Linked DNA regions of Rattus norvegicus: region 1 is linked to region 2. The links are chromatin contacts, called in public Hi-C maps. All regions are on one chromosome and are shown on one strand. Each heading gives the region's core, a stretch centred on a gene start, on an enhancer-like site or on the middle of the called end of the contact. The rest is flanking DNA. Distances are from core to core; before and after follow the strand shown. Region 1 holds the start of Sos2 (SOS Ras/Rho guanine nucleotide exchange factor 2). Region 2 holds the start of Nemf (nuclear export mediator factor).

Region 1 (4,335 bases), core at 238-2,737, 320 kb before region 2:
ATATTTTTTGACCCAGTGGATACTTAGATTTAAAAAAGAAAAGAAAAACAAAAACAAAAACAAAACAACCCCCCTCCAGAAACCTGCGATCTCTTTAATTATTCGGTCTGCCATTCTTTGTGAAGACAAAATGGTGTTGTGTTTGGGGGAGAACAGTGTTCACCCACTGATTCTGGAACTGAAATTACTGCACAGTTATCCTTTACTCTGTCCTTTTGTTCCCTACCTCACTGCTGGTGGCTGGGTGCATGACTGTTTTTACAGCCCGTTGGGAGCAATTTGTTCAGCAATTTTAGTGGGATGAAATTTGGGCTAGTGAAAAAGTTTCCAGAGTTCATGCCCCTTCAACTCAAAAAAGCATAGGGTCAGAGGAACTCTATTTGATGCTAATTAGTATGTCTGTATAGCAGGATCCAGGTTCTGTAAACCCTTAAGTAGAAAGGATTTGAAGAACACGATTAACCAAAGCACATTATCTGAAAGGTTTTGGATGCCTTTTCTTTTTCTTAACACAGGGATCTTAGGTGAAATAAGTCGAACTGAAGTCGTTTGGCCCTGGGCGCTAAGCGCTTCCCACGATCCCACAACGTGACTTTATGAAATAGCCACTATCACCTAAATATACAACGGAGCCACATAGAGCACACGTTAAATAAATATCCTATCAGCCCAAATGTCCTTTTCTCCCCACATCCGTGTTCTGCCTTCCAGAGCTGCAGTCACGGCTCCTGGGTCCCCTAGGGCTGCACGAATCAGGTTTGTCTGCCGGGACTCAGACGCCGCCGCCGAGTGTGTCTGGAACAGCCGCCCCGCCCCGGCGCACGTTCCCAGGAGAGACCGATTACCCTCCCGGCCCCCGGGCCCCGCACCCGGCGCCTGGGCCCGCTCGGCGGCGCGCATGCTCGGTGCTGGTCTTCTCCCGAGACTCGGGAGAGCGAGCGCCGGGCCCAGCCGAGCAGCCGCTGCAGGGACCCGGCGCTCGGCGGCGGCCCGCGGGGCTGGAGGGGCGGCCAGCGCCGTGCACGCCGGACACGCGCGCCCACTCGGCCCCGAGGGCCCTCTGGAGGTGACTCGGGCGGGCCCGGCCCGGCGGCGTCGGCTGCGCGGAGGGCGGGGGAGGCGATGAGGACGCTGCGGGCCGCCGCTGTCTGCCCGCCGCGGCCGTAGCGGGAGTCGGGGCGGGGGCGAGGCCGGCGTTGCCCCGCGCTGCGCACCCAGACAAAGGAGGAGGAGCCACCAGACGAGCGGGCAGGCGCCGTGGGGATAGCAGGGCGCCTCGGGCCGCCGCGCTTCCTCGGGGCTGCGGGGCCGCCAAGCCTCGGCGATCGCCCGCCCGCCCGCCCGCCGGCGCCGCCCCCGAGCGCTCGGCCGGAGCTGCGGCCCGGGCGGGAGGCGGCGGCCCGGGCGAGGCGAGGCGAGGCGGCCTGCGTCCTGCCTGTCAGGCCACCGGCCCAGCCTCCGATGCGGAGGCGCTGCGGCCGGGGCCATGCAGCAGGCGCCGCAGCCCTACGAGTTCTTCAGCGAAGAGAACAGCCCGAAATGGCGGGGACTGTTGGTCCCGGCCCTGCGGAAGGTCAGTGCTGGGGCCGAGGGAGGTGCCGCGGGGCGACGGGCTGGGGGGCCGGGCCGGGAGCTCGCACAACTTGTAACGGGGAGAACAGGGAGCACGGCTCGCGCTCGCACGGGTGCCGGGACCCAGCCTTCTCAGGCCGGGAGTCCGGTGCTCCTCATTGCCTGTTGCATCCCGAAGGACGTTTTCTCAACTTTCTTTTTTGGCCTGGTCCCGGAAGGAAGGTTTTGTTATGATCATAAAACTGGATTTCATCTTACAGTCATTTCGTCAGGCAACTTCCGCCGTTGACCAATGTGTTGTCCTCAGGCTGGGTTCTGGCAAGACAAAGTCCCGCTGGTTTTTAGTTTCTAAAACAAATGCACGATTTCGGACCGAGTGACTACTTTGAATTGAGTTCTTTGGGGGTGTTCGCCTCGGGCGGTTTGCTTGCCACGGTTGCCCATTTGCTTGTTGAGGCAATGCTGTTTTTGCTAATATGAATGTGTGTTTCACATGTGTGAAGTGTCAGTGAGTCATAGTATTCGTTTTCCAGCACTTGAGGTGAATCTAAAGCGCCTCTCCATTTCCTGAAGAAGTCTTACCTGAATACGAGGATTGCCTCACAAAATGTGGTCAGTTTCTTCACATCGATGAGAACTTGTAATAATCACTGTTAAGGGACAATGGGGAGGGGCAGCTCATGCAAATCAGTGTTTGAAAATTAGATACACTGCTAGGGTGTGTGTCTCCTGGTTGGTGCTAGTCTTACATGAAGTTAGGTAATTATGCAATGCTTTTTTGTTGCTGTTAAATTCTTTTTGTAAGATGGACTTGTAGATTTGAAAACTGCATGGGCTCACGGTGAGTGGTCATACTTCTTGAACATGGGCTTCTCCCTGTAACTTTTCCTTTTCTGAAAAATAAACAAGAATGTACTTACTTATTCATTCATTTATCGTCCTTTAATCCTTGGCCAACGATAACCTCATTAGGGAACGGGTGATTTGCCATTCAGCAACACAGACTTGATGGCTTGAATTTCAGTCCTGGAATCCACATAAAGGTGATGGGAAGAGCTGAGTCTGCAAAGTCCGCCCAGCCTTCATGCAGGACTCTCACCACACACACACACACTAACACACAGATCACACACACTATACACAAACCACTAACGCACAGATCACACACACACAAACACACACTCAAAGAGACAAGACCGAGACACACCATCACCACCCCAACACCACCACCACTACCACCACAACCACGAAGAAGAAGAAGAAGAACAACAACAACAACAACTGCACTTGAAAAATAATTCATCGTACATGTCTAGGAATGGAAAGGCAAGCCCACTCTAATGGTAAAAACATTTCCATTGTATTTTTCAGAATTTCAAATTTGACACTGGCATAATTCTCATAAGGAGGTATTTATTGGTCTCCTTGGGAGCACACACCAAATCATGTCTTTTTAAAGAACTTTGTGGATGTGGGAGGCATGTCGGGTAGTGATAATGAATTCTCTTTTGAATTAAAAGCAAAGGGGGAAAAACCTAGGTAGTAGTAATTGGCCCTTCTACCTCACAGAAAGGCAATGTATTTATCGGCTCAACCCGTGTTGGCCATTGATACAAATATATACACATTCATAATTTTGATAGCAAAAGGTGGCTTAGACTCTACACAATCCTTGATGCATAAATATGAATTTAATTTTTCAGAATAAATCAGAAATAAAACCAGAACTAGCATCCATTCCTCATCTCTTGCTTTGGTCCTGGAACTGTGCGTTTATATGTTGTATTTGTTTCCCAGGTGCTTTGTAGATAATGTATTACTTCATAGTAATGGAATTTTTTTGCATATTAAAAAGCACATCCACAAAAAATTCATCTTCTCTGGTGAATGTTAAAAGCAGCTAATATTAATTTATTAACTTACCATTATGGAATTGAAGTTCATGCCATGGAAAACATTTATGTTTTTAGAAAAATTTAGTTGAGAGTAATTCACATTTTATGTGGTGTAATTCATTTAGCATCTGTTGAACACAACTTACGTGCTTGATATCATGCAAGATCCTTCGAATACAAAGGTGAATTTTCATTTTTGTTTACTTGGTTTTTTTTTGACAGAGATTCTTTTTGTAGCCCTGGCTGTTTCAGAACTCACTCTGTAGTCCATGTTGGTCTCTAACTCCTTTCTGTAGGACCAATTCCCCACCCCCCTTGCCCCACCCCTACTCCCACCAAGTGCTAGGATTAAAAGTGTCCACCACTCCCAGCTCAAAGGTGAATTTTTAAAAGTAAAGTCATTCTCTAAAGGTATTAACTATCTAGGGCAAAAATTCTGTTTTGAAGGTTTTGGCTTCTTGTTTGGTTTTTCAAGACAAGGTTTTTCTGTGTAGCCCTGACTGTCCTGAAACTCGAACTGTAGACCAGCTGGTCTAGAACCCAAGAGATCCTCCGCCTCTGTCTCCTGAGTGCTGGGACTAAAGGGCTTTGTCACCACCACCATGCAGGTTTTAGCTTATATAAATGAGCAATTTTTGACTTTATTTTTCTGTAATTAGTATCTTTCTCCGTGTGTGTGTGTGTGTGTGTGTGTGTGTGTGTGTGTGTGTGTGAGAGAGAGAGAGAGAGAGAGAGAGAGAGAGAGAGAAAGAGAGAAAGTAGTTGGCTTAGTCAGAATAGTCTACTGGTGAGGTCACCAAAACATTTCAGAAAGGTAAAGTCATGACTTCATTCAAAATGTAAATGAACACATGCCAGTGATTTAAAC
Region 2 (4,909 bases), core at 1,197-3,696:
TGGATGTTGACAGTGTGGCAATAAAAAATATCCACTGTATATTTCTCCCCCTGGATGTTACAGCCTGAAGATTGCTCCCCTACAGAGACTGCTCCTACTGAAAAGAGCTAAACTTGACTCCTGATCCAACTGTATACCATAAATCTGTCTCCTTATCCAGATATATACCATAAACCTGTCTCCTTATCCAGATGTATACCATAAACCTACCTGCTTATTCAACTATATGCAGCGACCCCACCTTTCTGTTCCACTCTAAATACTAAATACGCTGAGCTTTATAGCAGTTGGGTTAGGGGCTGTAGTTTCTTCAGTCTCATGACCTCTTCGAGGGTTGGAACTACTCTTTCACAGGAGTCACTTAAGATCATAAGAAAATACAAATATGTCTCATTCATAAGGGTAGCAAAATTACAGCTATGAAATAGCAACAAATATCATTTTATTGTTGGGTGTCACTACAGCATGAGGAACTGTATTAAAGGGTTGCAGCATTAGGAAGGGTGAGAACCCCTGGCTCAGACCCATCTGACCTTTGATCTGTCTTTTCTTCATGCTCTTACTGCCCTAGTCCGGTTTATCCCTGGATGCTGTACACAGACATTGTGTTGTATTGTTTTCATCTCTACACTTGTAGCAGGTAATAGAACAGTGATAGGAGCCATTACAGAAAGCTGCACAGGTGCCCAAGCTCCACACTTGAGTCAGAGGAAGACTGTTATAAGAGCTGTGTATGTTTTGGTTGTACTTGTATTTAGCCTTCTACTTGTATTTAGGATAGAACAAAAATTGATGCTTACTACAAAATGCTGTGAGTTGGGTCCCTTTTGAGTGCTGGAAACTTGGTGCCCAGTGCAGTGGTAAGAGCCTTTAAAATCAGAAATGATATTGTTCTTGGGGGAAACCAGTTTCACTCATGAAGAAACTATTATAAGAGGAAGCCTGGCGTCTGTGTCCCTGCTGCTTCTGTCTCGCCTTGTAACTGTCCCTTCCCTTTCCCACTCTGCTTCCCATCACGATGCTGGAATGTAGCCCGACCGAGGCCCTTGTTAGGTTGAAATAATTGTGGCTATTCAACTTCAGAATTCCAGCTTGTAAAACTGTGAACTATATACATCATTTAACCTTTGGTGTTTTGTTACAGCAATAGAAAATAGATTAAGACATTTGCCAATGTTAAAGGTTCATGATCTGGGCATGATAGTATGTACCTATAATTCTAACACCAACGAGGCTGGGATGAGAGGGAGTCTGAGGACAGCCTGCGTTAAAGGTTGAGTTTAACTAGCCTTGACTATGTAGTATGCCCTGTCTCAAAAAACAAAACAAAACAAAACAAAAAACCCAGAATAATAATTACAAAATTCCTTATGTATTTAAATATACTAATTTGACACTTTTTCTGCTTGCTTTTGCTTTTTTGGTCACCCATTCTAAGAACTTACATATGAATGCTTATGACTTTAAACTTTTAAATAAATGTTTCACTCATTTAAAAATTGCTCAAGTTGCTAAGTGTGTAGGTAATTTCAACACTCGAAAAGTAGAGGCAGGAGAATTCAGAGTTCTAAGGCATCTTGGGCTATATAGCAAGACCCTATCTCAAAAATGACCATTACGACCACACACACACACACACACACACACACACACACACACACACACCATCCACTGTCCAAAACTATTAAAATTGTTTATCACTAATAATAGAACTTTTAAAAAGAAAAATTTAGATGAATTAATAACCTGAACAATTTATGAATTGGTAGCATGCACAACTAGAAGAAAGAGAGGTTCAGAGAACGCCGGGATATGTGGGAGGAATAATTTTTCTCCTCCCATGGGAACTCTCACTATATTTTTATCTGACATCTTTACTTAGCGAACTTCTTTACTATTTGAGGTGCCAAGAATTTATGACACACGAGCTGTATAGCACCCACCATGTTCAACTTGAGTGAGAATTCTACAGTATGCCGGACAGTAGTGCCCATCAAAATAGGAACCCATCTCTACGGCTTGTCAGAGTGAGGAAAAACAAACCTTTGGGTTTTGTCTGATCTCAAATCCGGGTTTAGAAAGCGCCCTTGCACTTTCATCCCGAGCGCTAGCGCCCTCCTGGGGAAATTCTCCTATTCGCTTCAAAATGGTTAATGACCTATAGGGTCACTGTGGAGACCGGCTTTAATTCCCAAACACAAGAGGACAAGGGGACGGGATTAACCTGGTCAGTGTTCAAGGGAAAGACGCAGTTTCAAAAAAGTAGATAGTTCTATGTCGAGTTGTTTTAACACAGTGAAAAACGAATTGATTATGATTTTACAAAAAAAAAAAAAAATCGGTTAAATGACGCACTTTTGCTTTAAGAAATAATGGGTCTCCTGGGCTGCCGTAGATTTAAGTCAAGTGCGCGTGCGCAGAAGCCTAGCAGTTCTGCGTCGGGGCAGCCTAGGAGAGGACTGCGGTAGCGACGCGCACCCTAGCCATGAAGACCCGCTTCAGCACTGTTGACCTCCGCGCGGTGCTCGCGGAACTGAATGCGAAGTATGGTGGTGGGGGTGAACAGGCTCGTGCTAGGAGAGCAGGGAGTGGAGGCCCGGCACCCGGTGGTCGCGAGACGGACCGGAGAGCCTCACGGTCTTCCCAGTGCCCCGGGGATTCGCTAGGCCTGGGGGCCGAGCTCCGAGCCAGTGCCCTCGGGAGACCTCCGGAGACGCGTGTCCGTACGCTGTCTCTCCTTAGCTCTGGTTCCGAGAGATCTCACAGCGAACGCTTGGTAGAACGGGAGTGATGGTCATTGCTCCGGACTGGTGGGAATTCTTCAGAATTCCCATCCTTCTTCCTAAGGAGAGGTAGCAGGGCCTTTCAGCTGAAATAGGCAGATTTGGACCTGTGTTTTGGACTTGAATCCTATTCAGCTGTGTGAACCTTGTGTCGTTTTCGGGGACTAGGTTACTCCCACCGCTCCTAATAAATCAGATTAAATTTTACTGTATTTACCCCCAAAATACTGGGCCGTTTCAGATGAAGGCAGTTGTCTAGTGTTCCTGAGACCATAGGTCACTATTGTGGCTTAAAGTCTACAGTTAATTTGAGGATAACCTTCATAGGCGATGGTGATATCCTGGCTGAAGAGTTCCTCTCCTGCAACCCCAATAAATGACGGAAAGTTTTGCTTCAACCAAGAGTATGATTTATTATATGTTTCGTTTTTGCAGCTTGCTAGGAATGAGAGTAAACAACGTTTATGATGTGGATAACAAGACGTATCTTATTCGGCTTCAAAAGTAAGAATATTTTATAGGACTACTTTTGGTAAATAAATATGACATTCTTGTTTTTTTTTTAATAACCAGCATTTTGGGTTTTTTTTTTTTAATTTAGAGAATAAATTTTGGCAAATTCCCTAAAGAAAAATTTGACTTTCTCTTGAACAGACCTGATTTTAAAGCTACACTGTTACTTGAATCTGGTATACGAATTCACACAACAGAATTTGAGTGGCCTAAGAACATGATGCCGTCTAGTTTTGCTATGAAGGTAAATTTTAAGTTTGGAGGTAATTTTTAAAACTCCATTTATTTACTTATCGTGTGTGTGTGTGTGTCCGTGTGCGTGCATGCGTGCGTGAGCATAGGTGGAAACAACATACAGGCAAAACTTGGGGCTCTCAAGTGAATGTCAAAAGACAACCTATGGGGAGTCAGTTCTGATGTGAGATGAGGGGTCAGGGGTAAGATCCAACTTTATTCCTCAGACTTGATCTATGTACCCTATCTGCTGGCCTGGAACTTGCCCTTTTGTTGTTATTTGAAACAGTTTGCGTGTATAGCCTTGTCTGTACCAGAACTCTCTCTGTAGACCATGTTGGCCTCAAACTCAGAGATGGGCCTACCTTTGCCTTCTTAGTGTCAGAGCTAAAGGAGTGTGGCTTGGGACTTGATATAGAGCATAGAGCAGACGGGCCTCAAATTTAGGATGACCTTCCTTCTTGTGCTAGGATTGGCAGTACTTTGCCATCATGTGTCTGTCACTCTTCTGAAAGAATGTTGATCTGGGTCTGCTAGTTCATACCTGTAACACACCAACATTCAGGGAACAGAGGTAGGAAGGTTAGCCTGGGCTACTGAGTGACATTTTGCCTTAAAAAATAGTAAACAAAAACAGCAAACTCTTGGCACTCTTACGAGTTAAGTATGTTTGTCTTCTTAAATGATAAGGGGTTTGCGGTATGATAAATCAGTGGATGCTCTAGTTCTCATATTTGCTATTATCTAAAAAGTAGAGCACAAAAATAACTATTTCAGTTAGAAGTTACTAGAATAAAGGCTTAAGGGTTTTCCCACCCACTGGGACCTGCCAAGATGACTCGGTGGACAAAAGTTACCGAGTTTGATCCCTGGAATTCACATCGTGAATGGAAAGAACCAATTCATGAAACTTGACTGACCTCTACATGCATAGTGTGGCTTGCATGTTTTACCACACACCTCAAATAAACACGTAAACAAGTTTTAAAAAACTTTCTCTGACTATCATAAGCTTTTGTTCTGTGATCATACTGTTTTATTTACCATTTAAATACTCTTGATAGCATAAAGATAATTTTATAAACTAGTACCATCTGGTTAGGAATTTACTTTTATTGTACAAATGCCTTTTCTGTTTCTTTCTAGTGTCGAAAGCATTTGAAAAGTCGGAGATTAGTCAGTGCAAAACAGCTTGGTGTGGATAGAATTGTGGATTTCCAATTTGGAAGTGATGAAGCTGCTTATCACTTAATCATTGAGCTCTATGACAGGGTAAGTGAAGTTGAGAGATAAAGAAGCAGAATCGTATACCCTATTTGTTTTCCACTCCTGTCATTCAGTGCTAGGTTTAGTTCATCATGTTCTGTAACACAGTGTCT

Evidence for each region. A called contact is a pair of places that touch in the nucleus more often than the background predicts.
Region 1: a Hi-C map of mammary epithelial cells shows a contact between it and region 2, with 2.5 times the contacts expected there. The contact joins the promoter of Sos2 here to the promoter of Nemf in region 2. A contact is called at or near these places in 3 of 12 Hi-C or Micro-C datasets (frontal cortex, hepatocytes and mammary epithelial cells) and 1 of 1 datasets of contacts at active chromatin or transcription factors (oligodendrocytes).

The regions. Positions count from the first base shown.
Region 1 is chr6:93,889,141-93,893,475 of GRCr8, reverse strand. It overlaps Sos2 (SOS Ras/Rho guanine nucleotide exchange factor 2), which reads left to right and starts at 1,487. Exons shown (of 23, transcript NM_001135561.1): 1 at 1,487-1,573. The coding sequence starts at 1,487.
Region 2 is chr6:93,569,400-93,574,308 of GRCr8, reverse strand. Nemf (nuclear export mediator factor) reads left to right here and starts at 2,446. Exons shown (of 33, transcript NM_001170586.2): 1 at 2,446-2,544; 2 at 3,219-3,287; 3 at 3,438-3,540; 4 at 4,677-4,802. The coding sequence starts at 2,486.